Regions from separate parts of the Bos taurus genome. Here region 1 is linked to region 2. A link is a contact called in public Hi-C data. All regions are on one chromosome and are shown on one strand. The core of a region is the stretch at or near the end of the contact, and the rest is flanking DNA. Distances in the headings are between cores, read along the strand shown.

What was found. Hi-C and Micro-C count contacts between places; a contact is called where the count stands out from the background.
Region 1: a Hi-C map of liver shows a contact between it and region 2, with 2.1 times the contacts expected there. The contact joins the enhancer-like site here to the promoter of LEKR1 in region 2. A contact is called at or near these places in 2 of 11 Hi-C or Micro-C datasets (liver and skin fibroblasts).

What each region holds. Positions count from the first base shown.
Region 1 is chr1:110,836,018-110,841,541 of ARS-UCD2.0, forward strand. No RefSeq gene overlaps it. Among named protein-coding and RNA genes, the nearest start is that of LEKR1, 59 kb to the left of the region's middle. Within about 2 kb of position 3,569, at least 5 of the 102 cell types and tissues checked have an H3K27ac peak or open chromatin away from gene starts, as enhancers often do. A contact at or near this core is called in liver, where this site is marked.
Region 2 is chr1:110,777,203-110,782,144 of ARS-UCD2.0, forward strand. It overlaps LEKR1 (leucine, glutamate and lysine rich 1), which reads right to left and starts at 2,749. Exons shown (of 12, transcript XM_059888819.1): 1 at 2,646-2,749.

The DNA of each region.
Region 1 (5,524 bases), core at 2,319-4,818, 60 kb after region 2:
GAAAGGACTGCTGTCTTCTCTGCCCCTTCAGGTTTACCCACAATTTGTCAGAAGAAAAGGCATTCATAGAGCCCCATGTTTCATTTTTTTTTTTCAGTTCCTCCAATTTCCTCTCCAAAAGCACATGCAGCTGTTTATAAAATGCCTCTATTTAGAAGTCCTCTTTAGGAGGCAAAAGGAAATCTTAGGCTTCTTTCAGATAATGTTTTGTGAATGAGGCTGAGAATAAATAATATATTACTGTTTTTTTAGGAGAAAATTCATTGCTGCCACCCCTACCAAGAGGGATCAGTATCCTCACCATGGACCTCTGCTTAGGAAAGGTGGCATTCAAAGGCAACCAGACATCTCTACTGCCAGCTCATCAGGTTGGGGCCAGGACTGCCATGCTCCAGTTTAACTAGCTGGGAAGGACTGTTTTCAAGGGGAATGGAGGTCATTAAACAGGGCAGCCCTTATTTGGCTATCTCAGCATTCTGAAGTGATGCTAGACATGGAAAGTGATGAAAATCAAACAGGAATGTTCAATAAGGGCAACTGGTCACTGTTAGGAAAGCAGATTTCCCCTGTACTATTCCTCTTTGTTTGAATTCAAGCAGTGAACATTGCAAAGTCCAACTAATGTGATAAATGATCCAGTAAGTCATGACACAGTGCAATATATATTTTAAATACAAGCCAGAATTTGTCATTTAGTTTGAATGTTGCTTAAAATTAGAACTGTTCTTTTACCACAATTATAGCCTCAGTTTAGTAAAAGGCAGTATTTCAGTTCTTTGTCTTCATAAGCAAGCAATAAAATTGCATATTTAGCAGTCAACAAACTCTCATTGAACACCTACTGTGTGCTAGTCTGATTCTGATTCAGAACCTTGATTCTTGTCCCATTCACATTATTTTTAATGCAAAAATTAAAACTAATATGTTATACTTTAAGCTCTTTTCCTATTTTTCTGTAGGCTGGCAGAGAGAAAATTGCCCAGGGAACGTCTTCTACTACTGAGATCTGGAAATACAGTCCTAAAAAGAAAAAAAGTTCCCTCCCCATGTGGAGGTATCTTTCTTTCTCCAGAGAGAAGCAGATGGGTAAGTAAATAATTGAAAAATAATTATAAATAATTGTAAATTTTCGGTAATTAAAAAAAAAACACTAAAAACAGGAGCTTTTGATAGAGTCTGGCAAAGTAAGGGATAACTCCTCTAAAGTGATTGTGGAAGACTCACTCAGGAGGTCTCGTATGATCTTGGGCTTCCCTGGTGGCTCAGTGGTAAAAGAATCTGCTTACAGTGCAGGGGATGTGTGCAGGAGATGCAGGTTCAATCCCTGGGTCAGGAAGATCCCCTGGAGAAGGAAATGGCAACCCACTCCAGTATTCTTGCCTGGGAAGTCCCATGGACAGAGGAACCTGGCAGGCTACGGTCCATGGGGTCACAAAAGAGTCAGACACAACTTAGCAACTAAACAGCAACAACATGTGATCTTAGACCTGAATTATGAGGAAGGCCCCAGCCATGGAAAATTTGAAGGAAGAACCTGGGGAGCATTCAGGGAAATCCCCAAGGGGGTAACCTTGGTGTAGTCAAGGAATAAGAAGGACAAGTTGCCTGCAGAGCTTTGAGTTAAAAGAGATCTACGAGGTGAGGTCATACAGGTGGGAAGGGGCTGGATAGACTATAGTAAAGTACAACTGGATAACATTGAAAGACTGCGGGGTATCAATATTATTTGTGCTTTAGATTTATCATTCTGGCCAATTTATGGAAAACAGGTGGAAGCAAGAAGGCCAGCTTAAAGTAATTGTGATAAGCAATTAGTAGCTTAATATTGGCAGGGACAGGAAGTACAGTGGATGGATTTGAGATGTTTTAGAAGCAGAACCTCTAAACTTGCTGAATAATTAGATATGGAGGTGAGGGAAAGGTAGGAAACCAGGAAAAATGTTAAGGTTTGAACAACAGAGAATGACAGTGTCATAAGATGGAGAAGTGAATTCACAGAGGAAAAGATTTGATGTGAAGGTAGGAATGGAGAATTCTTTGCAGCTTGTTACATGGGAGTTTTCTTTTCTTTTGGACATCTGACTGGAGATATGAAGACTGGAGAAATAAAGTAGGTACAATTGGTTTGTAAAAGATGATGTAAAACTATGGGAGGAGAGAAAAGTAGGAAGCCCAGGACTGGGCCATGAGGCACTCCAACATTAGAAGTTCAGGACAGAGTAACAAGGAAATAAGCGTAGTACTTAATATACTATAAATGGAGGCCAAATGCTGGATATAAAATGCATTAGAGGAAGAATCAAAGGTGTCATAAACATGCTGAAAACTGCAGCACTTGGGCATGTTAACTTCCTGCTGTGGTGAAAATAAAGATGAAATTCATTTCATCTGAGTTAGCAAATATCATGGAAAAATACATGGTCTTTATTCCATGAGGGTATTTATAACACGTGACTGTCTCTGCATCACTGCCACCCTTGTAAACAGTTCTTCAGGTGCCGTGATTTGTCTCAGATAGGGCTGCTCTGTGTCCTGGGATGAGTTTGGGGAAAACTATAGCACACCTGTGTTTATTCATGATTTGGAGAGTCCTGTTTGGTAATACTGAGTCATTTCCCCAATGCTTTGAGAAATTAGATAGGGTGGGAATTGTACTTATATGTGTAAAATCTCTGGATTAGTTCTGCAGGAGTGATGGTCCAGTCCAGTCAGTTCTTAGAAACCAAACCCTTCAAGTCTTCTACAGGGACAGGTCTCATGTTAATATGAAACGTGAGGCATGCCAACACTAATCAACACAGAGTCCAGTGGCCCAGGCAGTGACCAGGGGCTTTGGAACTAGGCCATCTGTCTTCAAATCCCAGCTCTGCCATTTTCTGGCTATGTGTCCTAAGACAAGTTACCCAAGTTCTCCAAGTCTCAGTTTCCTCCTCTATTAATGATGACGATACTTCACAAGCTTGCTGTGAGCTTTAATGAGATACCATGTGCTGAGTGACTAACCCCGTGCCTCGATGAGTTGCTAGGAGATCCTCAAAAAATCTTGGTCTCATCTCTCTTCATTCCAGTAACAGACTCTAACCCACTAAAACCCCAGGTAATTCTGGTTCTGGCCCCATTCACTACATTACTTTTTGAATGTTAAAATTAAAATGTTATACTCATAGGTCACTTCCTGAATCAGTGATCCTTTTTGTGAGCTGGCAGAGAGAAAATTGTCTAGGCAACTTCTGCTGTTACAGTATGAGAAAAATTCTCACTCAGGGAGCAGCACTGTTTCTCAGCCTGGTTAATTTCCTCAGCACTGGGACAGTGCTGAAACTTCCTATTTAAATTATAGAATTTGAATTTAGTATCTGAACCCAGTAATAACAGAAAAACTTCCGAGCAACTGATTGCCAAATTTCTCTATAGTACACGGTTCAATAAATCTGCCACAGAACCATTGCCTTTTTTTTCTCATTTGTTAATTCAACTAGTATATACAAAGGCCCAACTAGGTGCCCAACACAAGGTAGACATGGGAGTGACCATGATGAGCAAGGTGGACACAGTCCCTGCACTCACTCTTGCACAGGCCAAGGTTAAACAGCCCGTTCCACTGTGATGTCCCTCCCCTGCTCCATTCACAAGAGGTCATTCACTTACTTGCAAAGGCAACTTGTTTAAGATTCCTGGAATTGTTTGGAAATAGGAACTAAAGGTTATTGCCATCTTTTCCCAGAGAACTTTCTCTTTCATCGAGGAATAGGATCTACTTCTTTGTGTGTATATTTTTAATTACAAAAATAACACATGGCTTGCTTTAAAATGTGTTAATTTCCCCTAAAGTGGGAAGCTTCTTCTCCTTGCCAGAAGAGAAGCAATTAGAATTTGGTATCTACACTTCTCAGTCTTTTTTCTAAGAAGAAACAAATGCATATCTGTTCATACCCACTCCCATGTCCCATAGATACCCAATGTTTTGTCTGCTTTGTTTTTTTAACAAATATCATACTGTTCTGTAACTGGACTTTTTTTACTTAGCAGTATGTCATGGACATATTTCAGCATATTAATCTAACTGCATTTTTAGTGTGCTACACAATAGTTATAGAATTAATCGTACTTGTTTTTTAACCTTCTTCTATCACTAGAACTTGTATTGATATTACAGACAATTACTTAGTAAATGTTCTTGTACATATATATTTTCTCATTTGTATGGCTTATCTGGACTAGAATCCTTTAAGTGAAATTGCTAGGTCAAAGGAGTTGTGCCTTTTAAACTTTGAAAATGTAAAATTGCCTTCAAGAAAGATGACACCCAATTTAGTTTCCTGTCAACACCATATGAAAATACTCACTTCCTCCCTCTCTGAATATTATCATTCTGAAGTTTGCCAGTCTGATGGGCAAAATGGAATTTCATTCTAGTTTGCAAACTTCTGGTTTCTACTCTGACATGTAAAAAGCTTGGAAAACACCATTTTCTTACAAGGAAAATCTGGACAAGCTGAAAATCAATGACTTTTCATCACAGAATTTAAGTTTCAAGGTAAACCACACCCTTGAAATCTGGAGAGACAGGTGCATCCAGAGAGAGACAGCAGAAGTCAGTGGACCAATAAGGGTGTGACCACTTAATTTAACTAGTAATTGTGACGAATTGCTGGAGGCAGAGTATGGACTAGTGTGACTGAGAAACACCTGGGGCCCCAATGGTCAGAGGGCCCCCCAGCTTTGAAGTGTTTCTTCCTCCAGGAACCCCACCACATTCTTACGGTGAGGATCTGAGAAAAACCTCCTCCTCCCCCATGGGATAGGGAGGCAGAGGGAGGAGATGGGAAGAATAGCAAAGATATAGCCCTCCTGGATCCTTCTCCATAGTAAAGTCTCACTCTCCAGGGACAATACTGAAACTGTATCCCACTTGGAGGCGGGCATTTCCACCATAGCCAGCCCCTAGCCTTCCTGTCTCAACTAAAACAACCTCCCAAAATATAGTTAATAGGACACTGGGAATGGAGTATGGGAGAAAGTCCTATACTTAGTGAAGAGGGAGAGAAACACTTTTAAGACACAGGCCCACCAAAGATGAACCTAATCAGTTTATAAAAACTTCCCTTCCCCTATACCTTACTGCCATTCCAATAAGCTTACAATGGATTACAGCTGAAAGATCTGCAAAGCCCCATGGCTTTCTGAGTGGGAGTAGGGAAGCCTGAAGCCAAGAGAGCATAGAAAAATAAGAGCACCAGAGGAATTTGAAGCCTGTGGAACTTTTACTACAAACATGAAACATAGTCCAGCTGCAAGCCAGATTAACATAAATCCTTACTCTAAAGGCCTAATTACCTCACTACCTACTACAACATATCAGGTTTTCAACCAAAAAAATTACAAGGCATACTAAAAGACAAGAAAAAAAGTCTGAGGACACAAAGAAAGCCCCAGAACCAGATTCAGATATAATACAGATGTTGGAATTATCAGACAAGGAATTAAAATAACTATGATTAATATGTTAAAAGCACTAATAAAA
Region 2 (4,942 bases), core at 1,499-3,998:
AAATACAGATTAAGGATCACAAAATTTTAAACAGATCCATTTATTTCATTTAAAAGAAAAGTTTTTCGCCTGAAAAGCTGCTGGAAAAAATATCTATAGAATAGTTTAGCAGATAAAAGAAAGCAACTGTGACATTAATGCTGGTTTAAATCAAGTACAGGAAAAAATATTTAGAGTTATCAAGTTAAATATGATAGGCAAGCACTGAACAGAAAAGTCACTAAAGCATAAGAAGCCAAGTGCCAATTTTACCAAAAGTGGACATTTATATAATTTTTACGCAGATGTTTTACTTTTAATAATTTTCATTTTATAATAAAACAATTCAATATAAAACTCTATCACTACTTTCATAAAACCACACAAGATTAATGAAGGTGCACTTAGAGTTCTTTTTTTTAATGTTTCCCAAATAAGGAGAAAGAATAAACTGTCCAGTTTCAGGAGTGAGAGATGTTCATTCATATGTATGGGTATATACAGATACATATATATATACACACATATAAATGGGAAGTGAAGGGGGACAGCAGAGTAAGATAATATAGGCACAATTCCACAGCAGGAAAGACGTGAGGGTCAGGAGCTGTAGACAAGGAACAATCTAGACGTTCCAGGAAAAAAATGTCTTATCTTCCTCATGGGAATGGGGAATTAGCAAAGGCTTCCTGAGGAGGTGAGTGAGGAGGTTTACATTTGATCTGGACAAGATTTTGACAAACAGAGACTAAACAGGCATAGTACTCTATCAGAAAAAGTAACCCCAGCCACACAGCAAGATGTCAAGAAAACTGTAATTGACAAAAGTTCCTGTTTTTTTTAATTGTCTAAGTATTGGTGGAAGGATGGATTTCCAATCCCCCTTGTTAGCAAAGTTCCATGTTTAATGAGCTGCTGTTTAAAATAAATAACTAATGGGCTGTCTTCCAACCTAAAGATAAAGGTAATACAATGTGTATGGACAGAGAGAGTAAAGTTAACTGATGTAGTGAACATTGGCCCACATGGCCAAGTACATAATAATCTGATGTTTGGCAGACTGTCACAGTGATGTGGCAAGAGCTCATTATTCACAGAAAGCTCATTATTCTCATTCCTGTCATTTTACAGTGAGCTCACCATCAGTAAAATAATATGGCTTCATCTTAATGAAACTCTATTGTGAGCAGAATTTTTCCTAAAATTACCAACTAAATTTCCTTTTTAAAATTTCACACCTAAATGTATTTGAGAGCATGAATCTAGTGGCACAGTATCGTTACTGTAAATCTATTCCAATTTTGTGGCCTTACTATACTGAGTGGGAAAAATTGGTAGGTGTGATTACGGAGGAAAAAATTTTAAATCCTGCCATCCAGAAAATTTCCCCACAATGCAGAAAGCAGTTTTATTATCACATAAGCATTTAACTAAACTGTGAGGCACAGCTAATCTAATAAGATTACAAACACAGAAAGAAATCCCACTTTTTAATATAGCCAAGCAGATACACTCCACTACATACATGTTCTCAAGATAAAAGATAAAAAAAAAAAAAAGATAAAAGATAATTTGTCCTCAACAGAGCTTGCCATACTCTATTTCATAGTTTGTTTTAAATTCACCTGGTAATTGAAGTGCTAGCTAACAGCGTTTGTTCAAATGAATACATATCTCTAGACAAAGCACTTGGTTACTAGAAGCACTAAACTCCCAAAGTAATATGGAGATATGGGCCCTGTTTCCCTTGATGTTTACATTTTAAAGAAATGGCTCCCCAGTCCTCCAGAAAAATATTCTGGGTCTTCAAAAGATTTGCATACATACATGTTGAAGGAACAGAGGAAGCACACAGCCATAAGAAGTTTCCCAAGAAAGGGATGGGAGAGGTCTCTTTCCCTTTAACAAAAGGGGGAAAAAAGGTTTTTTTTTTAACTTTTAATTTACTTTCATTATTTTGCTTTTTTCTTTTTAAATCAAAGAGGCCCTTTTATTCTCTCACATTACACACTTTCTCGACTCTTCTTCGACATGAGGTGCGGTGATAACCAGCGGTAGCCGCGTAGGTATTTGTGAACCTGCTCTGACAGGATTACAAGGAAGATGTCAAAAATACAGACCCGTCCCTAGTCGTTCACTTCCGATTCCCTGCATGACACCAGTGTCACGCTGGGCCATTAACTCACGTTCAGCTTTCAGGCCCTTCCCTAAAGAACTATTTCTTTAGTGTGAATCACCACAGATGAGGTCAAGGTCAGGTGAAGAGGGAGTTCACGTCTTGAGACATTATGAAGGGGCAGGATTTTCCAAATAGAAACTAACTGCAAGTACAGCCAAAATCGGCTTGCAAGGGTTTTGAAATCTGTCCCTTTATAACCCCGTTCCCTCGGGACCCGCGGAGGCGGGAAGAAGAAAAGGTGCGGGAATGAGGCCTATCCTGGCCACGCTCTCAAAGAAGAGGGCGCCCAGCCGGACGGGCTCGCGAAGACTCGACAGAGGCAGCAGCCGGGGTCAGGGGCAAGGCGCGGGGCCCATTCTCCGGGCGCGGCACCACGGCTCGGCTTTCCGGCTCTGCCCCCGGGGTGCCAGCACGCCTCTTCTTCGGAAGTGCGCGCCGGGACCAGGTCATTCCGGGGCTCAAGAAAGCCTTTCCTTGTCTCTCTCACCTATACTTCGATTCCGCCGGGGGCAAAAGGCTTTCCTGGTCTCCCAGGAGACCGTGCTGCACGTCAGCCTGACGTCAAGGCGCGGTGACGTCACGACACACGCCGCTCGCCAACGCGGAAACAGGACACCCCTGCGCCGCCCCGGGCCAAGTCCTGGGCGGAAGCTTGAAGTCTCCTGGCTGGGGTCAAAGAACGGGCTTAGCAATACGCTGGGTACTGTGAGTGGGAGGCAAGGGATGCTAAGGGCGAGGCAGAGGAGGGCCGGCTGGAGTCGTGGGGGCGGCTGCAGGGATGGAGGGAGACATTTCTAGCCCAGAGGCGGGTTGGAATGACGGTGGCAGAGGTGGAGGACAAAGTCGGTCTACCTCTCACCCCTCAGTGGAGTCGCAAAGAGTCGGACATGACTGAACGGCTGAACTGACTGTGACCCTTTATTACAATTTTTCTTCTGTTAATTTTTCTCAGGGGTCATTGACCCCTGATATAGAGAAGAAAAAACAAATTCTTACTAGTTTTTGGAGTCTATATAAAGTGATAACCTAGGGCTTTCCACGTGGTTCACACAACTTTGTGTTGTCATGTTAACATTTCAGTTCAGTCGCTAACTCGTGTCCAACTCTATTGGACTGCAGCACGCCAGGCCTCCCTGTCCATCACCAACTCCCAGAGTTTACTCAAGGTCATGTCGATTGAGTTGGTGATGCCATCCAACTGTGCTGCGGTTCATGGGGTGGCAAAGAGTCGGACATGACTGAGCGACTGAAGTGAACTAGGAGTTCAAATGTTTTGTCATCTGTTCAGCAATAAATTGTATACTAAATTCTTTTTAGCCATGAGAATATGATTGAACAAAATTTCCAATGAGACAAGTTAGGCCTTGAAGAAATAAACATCTACTTTCAAATATTCAAAGTCAAGCTCTACAATGAACCCTTTGATGATTGTAAACGTGTACTCTTGTGGCCTGTTCATTACTGATAAGAGCTTCACCCAAAAATGTACTGTGTGCCAAATATGTTAATATTTATCATATGAATATATTGATTTTTAATTGAGATATAACTGAAATACATTAGTTCCAGGTATCCAACAAAATGATTCAATATTTGTTTATATTGTAAAATAAAGGCAATAAGTCTAGTTAACATCCATCACCACACATAAATACAATTTTTTTTTCTTATGATGAGTGCTTTTAAGATATGCTCTCTTAGTTTCTTTCAAAATAAACAGTACAGTATTATTCACTATAGTCACAGTGCTGAAACACTACATCCACAGGACTTATTTTCATGAATATATTTTAAAACACAAAAAGAATAAAGCTTTAACAGTACTCATTTAATACTTTTAATGAATTTGATGCTCAAAATTATTGTACTGACAGTTCTTTAACCTTAGCATCCAACATCTAGCCTATAACAAATATCAATGAAATCAGACTGAAAATTGATAATTGCCTTATACACTTTAAAAACTTTTTAAAGAACTTGCTTTTTTAATGAAATTATTACTTATTTCTGAGATTTCCATAGATTCTAATGAAGCGTCTAACATTTGTTTTGATAAGTGATTGGCAGCAGTGATTTCATTCTATCTTTATAGAGATGAAGTTCATGTTTCTGTACCTATAATTTTAGGTAACTATGGAATTTATAAGACTCAAGTTAGAGTAATTTTCCTGTCATTTTTTTTTTTTTTTACATCTCTAGTAATAGGATATTTTAATGCCATTAAATCAGGAGTTGTGAATCATCTGAAAAGTATTTTCCTATGAACTACTGATAAAAAAAATCAAACATTACTATCAAACATGTGAAAAAGATGAATCATAGTAGCCCTGGTTTGCAAGGGTATAGAGAAACTAGCACTCTTTTTTAATTTGTATTTTTGGCTGTGTTGTCTTCGTTGTAGCATGCAGGCTTTCTCTAGTTACAGAATGCACTCTACAAATAACCCAGCATGTGTGATCTTAGTTCCCCAACCAGGGGTTAAACCCACACCTCCTGCATTGGAAGGCAGATTCTTAACCACTGGACCATCAGGGAAGTCCCACAATTAGCACTCTTAAACACTGCTTTAAGATTGAAAAATTAATACATTATGTTTTAAACACCTTGAAATGTTCAAAACTATTATAGTGGGCACCTGATTCTCCCTTCTTCCTTTTGTTCAGGAATCCAGACTTCATCATCCTCCCCTCTGCACCCTCTACCCATAGGCACACATGAATCAGCCCAACTTCAGGAATGATTAGGTCAATTCTGCTGACCACTTTCCCTTTACCAGTGATTTAA